Regions from separate parts of the Sus scrofa genome. Here region 1 is linked to region 2. Evidence: chromatin contacts called from public HiChIP or PLAC-seq data. All regions are on one chromosome and are shown on one strand. The core of a region is the stretch at or near the end of the contact, and the rest is flanking DNA. Distances in the headings are between cores, read along the strand shown. Region 1 overlaps TMEM230 (transmembrane protein 230). Region 2 has its middle 38 kb from the start of SLC23A2.

Region 1 (2,700 bases), core at 29-2,528, 140 kb after region 2:
CCCCACACCCCTCCCCAAATGAATGAAAAGCATTCTAACATACAATGCCAGTCGTCAAAAAATGAGGAGGGAGTCCTAGGTACTGGGGGGATCAGTGATATAATATAATCATTAACATGTTTTCTGAAGTATGTTAAAAGTCTAGGATTTAGATTTCGACATTTTAATTTCTTCTGAATATTAGTCACTTTTTGCAAGCTAGGAAACCAATCAAACTAAGGCAGTCTAATCCTCTAGAGATCCAGGCCAATGCTTACAATCTTCAGCACAATGTCATCATAACACAAGATGCTAACGTCAGGTTATAAACTCTAAATAATAACCACTTATCTATATTTTCCCTTAGGAAACAGCCAAAAATCCAGTCCTTAAAGGTATGATATACAGAACATCTTTATCTACAAAGGACAGAATGATCCGAACTATACACTGGCCAAGCTATCAGTGAACCACATCAGAGATGGGGCCAAGGATTGGTGAACAAAGTGTTTACATTTTGAAACTTTGGTCTGAGGTTTTAAAAATTCCTAGTTGCTGTTAATAAGAAAGCAAGTAAAGTGATAAATTCATTGAGTTAAAAAAAAAATGCATTGAGTTAAAAAAAAAAATCAAGTAAAAAAATTACAGATGCACCCACACTGATATTTGATTTGACATGATGAGTATGGGGATAAGACACTTAGATCTATTTTCAAAAGAAATTACTTAGTAACAAGAAATCTGACATACTGCATTCTTCCATTTGCCACAAGAACATACTGACATTGAGGACTAGTTGAAAGAAATGCTTAACTCTAAAAATGATGGTGGCAGCAAAAGCTGAAGAATAACCTCCCGCTTTCTCATGCAATTAACACTGCTACTCTTCGTGATACATATGCATATGGAAAAATTTGTCTCAGGGCCAGGAGATGAAAATTAGAGACTATCCTAATGAGCTAGTTGTAAATTCAATTAACATCTTTAGGACAGACCCATTAAAATCTGGCCACTGTTTTGTTAAACATCTGCCAGTTGCAGAAATCCTTAGTTCCTAGACATAGTTTCTGCTCAATGTCATAAAGTCAGGCTCAGTCTCATCTGTGACTCTTCTCCTCAGGGCTGAGGTGGATGTCAGTCATCAAAGTCTGGAATGTCATCATAAGAGTAACCCCGGTAGCCTTTGGATGCATAGTAGGCAATGCGCAGGTGGTAGAATCCTGGCAGGAACACCAGGATGCCAATGATCAGGACAGGAACAGCCCGGTCTGCCCCCTGGTGGCAGAAGGAGGCAAACACATTAGTACCATGCAAGTTATAAAGGCAAAAATAAAGCTATAGGCTCAATCCACAGACCAGTGATCTTATACCTTTCAGAGCACTTTCTTTGGGTAGTACACTACCAAGGGAAAAGGTTTACATCTTTTTTTCCTCCTTATAAACTTCAGAAAAACTGCGAAGTACTAAAAATTATAAAGAAATTATCCATGTTCATCCATAGTTACTTTGGCTTATTTCCCTCTACTCTTCCTTAAAGTTTTTAGTTGTAAATACATACTCTGCACCTTGTTTTTCTCTCTTATTATAACAAAGAATTGCCAAAATATTATTAACAGCTCTTAACTGGGAGAATGGGAGGTAGGTGAAATGGCTGGTCAAAAGGTCCAAACTTCCAGTTATAAAATAAGTTCTAGGGACAATGTACAGAGTGGTGACATAGTAATTCTGTACTGCATATTTGAAAGTTGCTGAGAGAGTAGATCTTAAACGTTTCATCACCAGAAAAAAAAATTATAGCTATTTGTAGTGATGGAGGACAACTAGACTTATTGTGGTGATCATTTCCCAATGCACAGAAATATCAAGTCATTAGGTGTACACCTATAATAGTATACATGTCAGCTAATGATGTGTAACATTCCACTATAATGGATATACCACAATTTTACATATCCAGCCCCCAGAAAGCTGGATACTTTGGTTGTGTCTCACTTTTTATAACTGTACAGAATACCACAATAAAGTTCAGGGTTCTGCTTGGCCTTCCAGATTATTTCCTTAGTATATATTCCCAAGAGCACAATTCACAGGTCAAAGAGGGAGGAAAGGTGTTTAGTCTCTTTATCAGTAGGGCTTCAACTTTGGAGGGAGTTCTACAAGGGCAAGGACTTTGTTCATCCTTGTTATCCCCAGCTGTGTCCAACATACAATAGAGGCTCAATAAGTGCTCTTAATGAATAGATCCACCTTCATGAAATTGCTTTGTCAGTCTTGCTTTTTTGGAGTGTAGTTTTTTTTGGGTTTTTTTGCTTTTTAAGGCCACACCTGCAGAAGTTCCCACAACTAGGGGTCGAAATGGAGCTGCAGTTGTTGGCCTACACCACAACCACAGCAATGCCAGATCCCCAACCCACTGAGCAAGGCCAGGGATCGAACCCGTGTCCTCGTGGATATTAGCCGGGCTCATTACGTTGAGCCACGAAGGGAACTCCCTTTTTGGGTGCAGTTTTAAATGTTTATAGTTAAATTTACCCTTCTTTTCCTTCTGATTTTTCCCATTGTTTTAAGCTAAGGAAGATTTCCCTAAAGACTTACACCCAATCTAAAAATCTTCTAGCAGGACTATCTGCACAATGTATAGGCTATCTAATCAATGTAATTTTGGCTGCTTCATTCACAAACAGAAATAGGATTACTGGGAGTTCTCTTGTAGTGCAGTGG
Region 2 (2,700 bases), core at 178-2,677:
GCCTGGCCCTCCATCCATTATATAGAAAAACACATGAAATTACTACAATTTAGCCAGATAATAAGTTCTTCACTGGGATATATTTAGGCTATGAATCTTTCAACTTCATGGTCAGTTCTAGGGCAAATTAGCATTGCCACTCACAGATGACTCTGAATAAACACACAAATGCCATCAGCAGTACCAGTCCAGCTTTCAAAGGTCCTCCAGTAATCTTGTATTTTTTTTAACTTCAGAAACTAAACACTGGCATTTTGCTATTTGGGGTAAAAAATATTACTCATTTTACATGATTAGACTATGAATACAGAAATTATGGTTTTCTCCTTCTAAAACATATTTGGCATCCAAGGCAAAAAAAAAGGGTAACTTACTTCCCCAAATGATTTTCATAACCAAAAATCTATTTTAAGCTATGTTTATTAAAATTTTACATAGTCAAAAAGGAGACACAAGTGTTCCGACTGTAGCACAGAAGAAACAAATCTGACTAGTATCCATGAGGATGTGGGTTCAATCCCTGGCCTCGCTCAGTGGGTCGGTGATCTGGCATTGTCATGAGCTATGGCATAGGCTGGCAGCTGTAGCTCCAATTTGTTCCCTAGCCTGGGAACTTCCATATGCATGGGTATAGCCCTTTAAAAAAAAAGAGAGAGAAAGAAAAGGAGGCAAAATGTGACATCCATCAGTGAAGATTAGTCAAGAAGAGGAATAATGGAAAGAACAGGGAAAAAGTAGCAAGAAAAGCTTTAAAAGAACATGTTATCTTAGGTGAAACAAATCATACATTTTGTACTTTGAAAAATGCAAGTTGCACAATATGTATAGCATAATCCAACTTTTATTAAAAGTATAATTATACTAACATATTTATGACAAAGGAAAGGATAAACATCAAACTGCCTTGACTGTAGGGGGTATAAGAGGCTGTATGACTTTTAAAATCTGCTTTATCCAACTGTGAGGAGTTGAAATTATTTTCCAACATGTGTACGCGTCTTTCAAAAATCCTTTAAAAAGCTAAAAAAAATTTTTTTTAAGGTTTTGAGGGCAAAGTTGCAAATTAACAAAATATCATTTAGACAAATCATAAAAAGCACTATGACTCTATATTTATTTTTGGAAGGTATTTTTAAAGCTGATAGGTAAGATAAGTGTTTGGAAAGACTCACTTTTTACTCCACTGAACAACTATCAGAGATCAAAACACAGATTTGGGTCAGAGATTCTAACATCGGGGAAATGCAAATATATTTTAAAGAAAGGAAGCTTTGAGAAAAGAATCAAGCAGGAGAAACCACAAAACAAAAATAAGACTCAGTTATCACGTGAGCATCCTTGAACTTCCGTCACAGCACCACTGGAACAGCCCTCCCCTTCGTCGGTCCCACTGTACTCAGGAAATAGAAAAACCTGCCCTTTGCACACAGGCTATACAGCTGAGATCAAAGCCCAGGCTCTTGAGAGCATTTCAGAGGAAACATCACTTGGAACACAATGACACATCACCTGACCTTCCACCAATAAAGGCCACTCCACACTCACAAGAAACTATTCACAGTGCTTCTCTTGTCTCTTAATTGGGGTGTGCAACAGTACAAAGTCTGGTTTCCAGACTTCAATTTCCCACAGAAAAAAACAGTCACCAAAAAATATGCAGGGAAATTGTAATACAGAACTGTCATTTTTGCACTTTACTGTTTCCTTAAAAGGGGATGTTAACACTTCAGAAGCAGGAAAGATACAACCCCAGGGCCAATCCCATTCACAGGCAAGAAACTAAGCAGCCAAATCATTATATCAATTCAGTCATGCCAAAAAAGACTGACAAAACACTCAGTCCCGATTTAAAAAAACAAAAACAAACCTCTTCAATTAAAATTAAAATGTACTTGCTTAATATGACAAAGAATATCTTCTGAAAGCAAGGGCAAACACAGAATACTATATACTTGCCATGCTTTTACATTTAGTTTGCATTTTTTAAAGGACTTAACTTTCAGGCACGTGTATACCTGAAATTCTAGATGAAATGAGCAATATTTTTTTAGAAAAAAAACTATTTTTTGAGACCCTGTACAAATAACAATAGGGAAAAATGCAAAAGCAAAGAATTATGCTCAAGAAATATGCCAGACCAGGACAAATTCACAGGCCAGTTATAGCCTAACCTTTCTGGTAAGAAATGGGAAATAGTTAATCTTCCCAATTTATTCTGAAAAAACTGGCATGCTAACAAAGAAAGCACAAGAGAAGAAAACTATGTTAACCACACTTGCCATTCCTAGATTTTTTTTTTAAACTTCTGCAAATTTGACATGCAAAGAATGAAATTTGGTTTCAATCCTGATTCCTTTAGTTCGTATGTCTATAATTCTCTTATGAACTATATAAATGCCTTTTGCCCTTTTTTCAGTAGGTTTGGGTTTTTTTCTTATTCATCTGTATGAACTCCTTAAAAATTAAGGATATTAATCACTGCTGTGGTGTGGGTTTGATCCCTGGCCCATGAACTTCCACAAGCCACGTGCAACCAAAAAAAGGGCTGGGGGAAGTTCCTCTGCCAAGTCCCAAGATCAGAAAAACAGTCACCATCATTTTCTAGATGTGTTTGATCAAAATCATTTCAATATATTTAACATTTGTCTCTTAAAAAATGCATATCCAATAAAATCATTGCTCTAGAAAACAACTACATGA

What was found. HiChIP or PLAC-seq counts read pairs in DNA pulled down with a chosen protein or histone mark.
Region 1: a contact with region 2 is called in an H3K27ac HiChIP or PLAC-seq map of alveolar macrophages. The contact joins two enhancer-like sites. A contact is called at or near these places in 1 of 5 promoter capture datasets (liver) and 1 of 2 datasets of contacts at active chromatin or transcription factors (alveolar macrophages).

The regions. Positions count from the first base shown.
Region 1 is chr17:14,125,648-14,128,347 of Sscrofa11.1, forward strand. It overlaps TMEM230 (transmembrane protein 230), which reads right to left. Exons shown (of 4, transcript NM_001244345.1): 4 at 81-1,254. The coding sequence ends at 1,114. Among named protein-coding and RNA genes, the nearest start is that of TMEM230, 9.4 kb to the right of the region's middle. Within about 2 kb of position 1,279, at least 3 of the 83 cell types and tissues checked have an H3K27ac peak or open chromatin away from gene starts, as enhancers often do. A contact at or near this core is called in alveolar macrophages, where this site is marked.
Region 2 is chr17:13,982,729-13,985,428 of Sscrofa11.1, forward strand. It overlaps a transcript of SLC23A2 not described here. Among named protein-coding and RNA genes, the nearest start is that of SLC23A2, 38 kb to the left of the region's middle. Within about 2 kb of position 1,428, at least 33 of the 83 cell types and tissues checked have an H3K27ac peak or open chromatin away from gene starts, as enhancers often do. A contact at or near this core is called in alveolar macrophages, where this site is marked.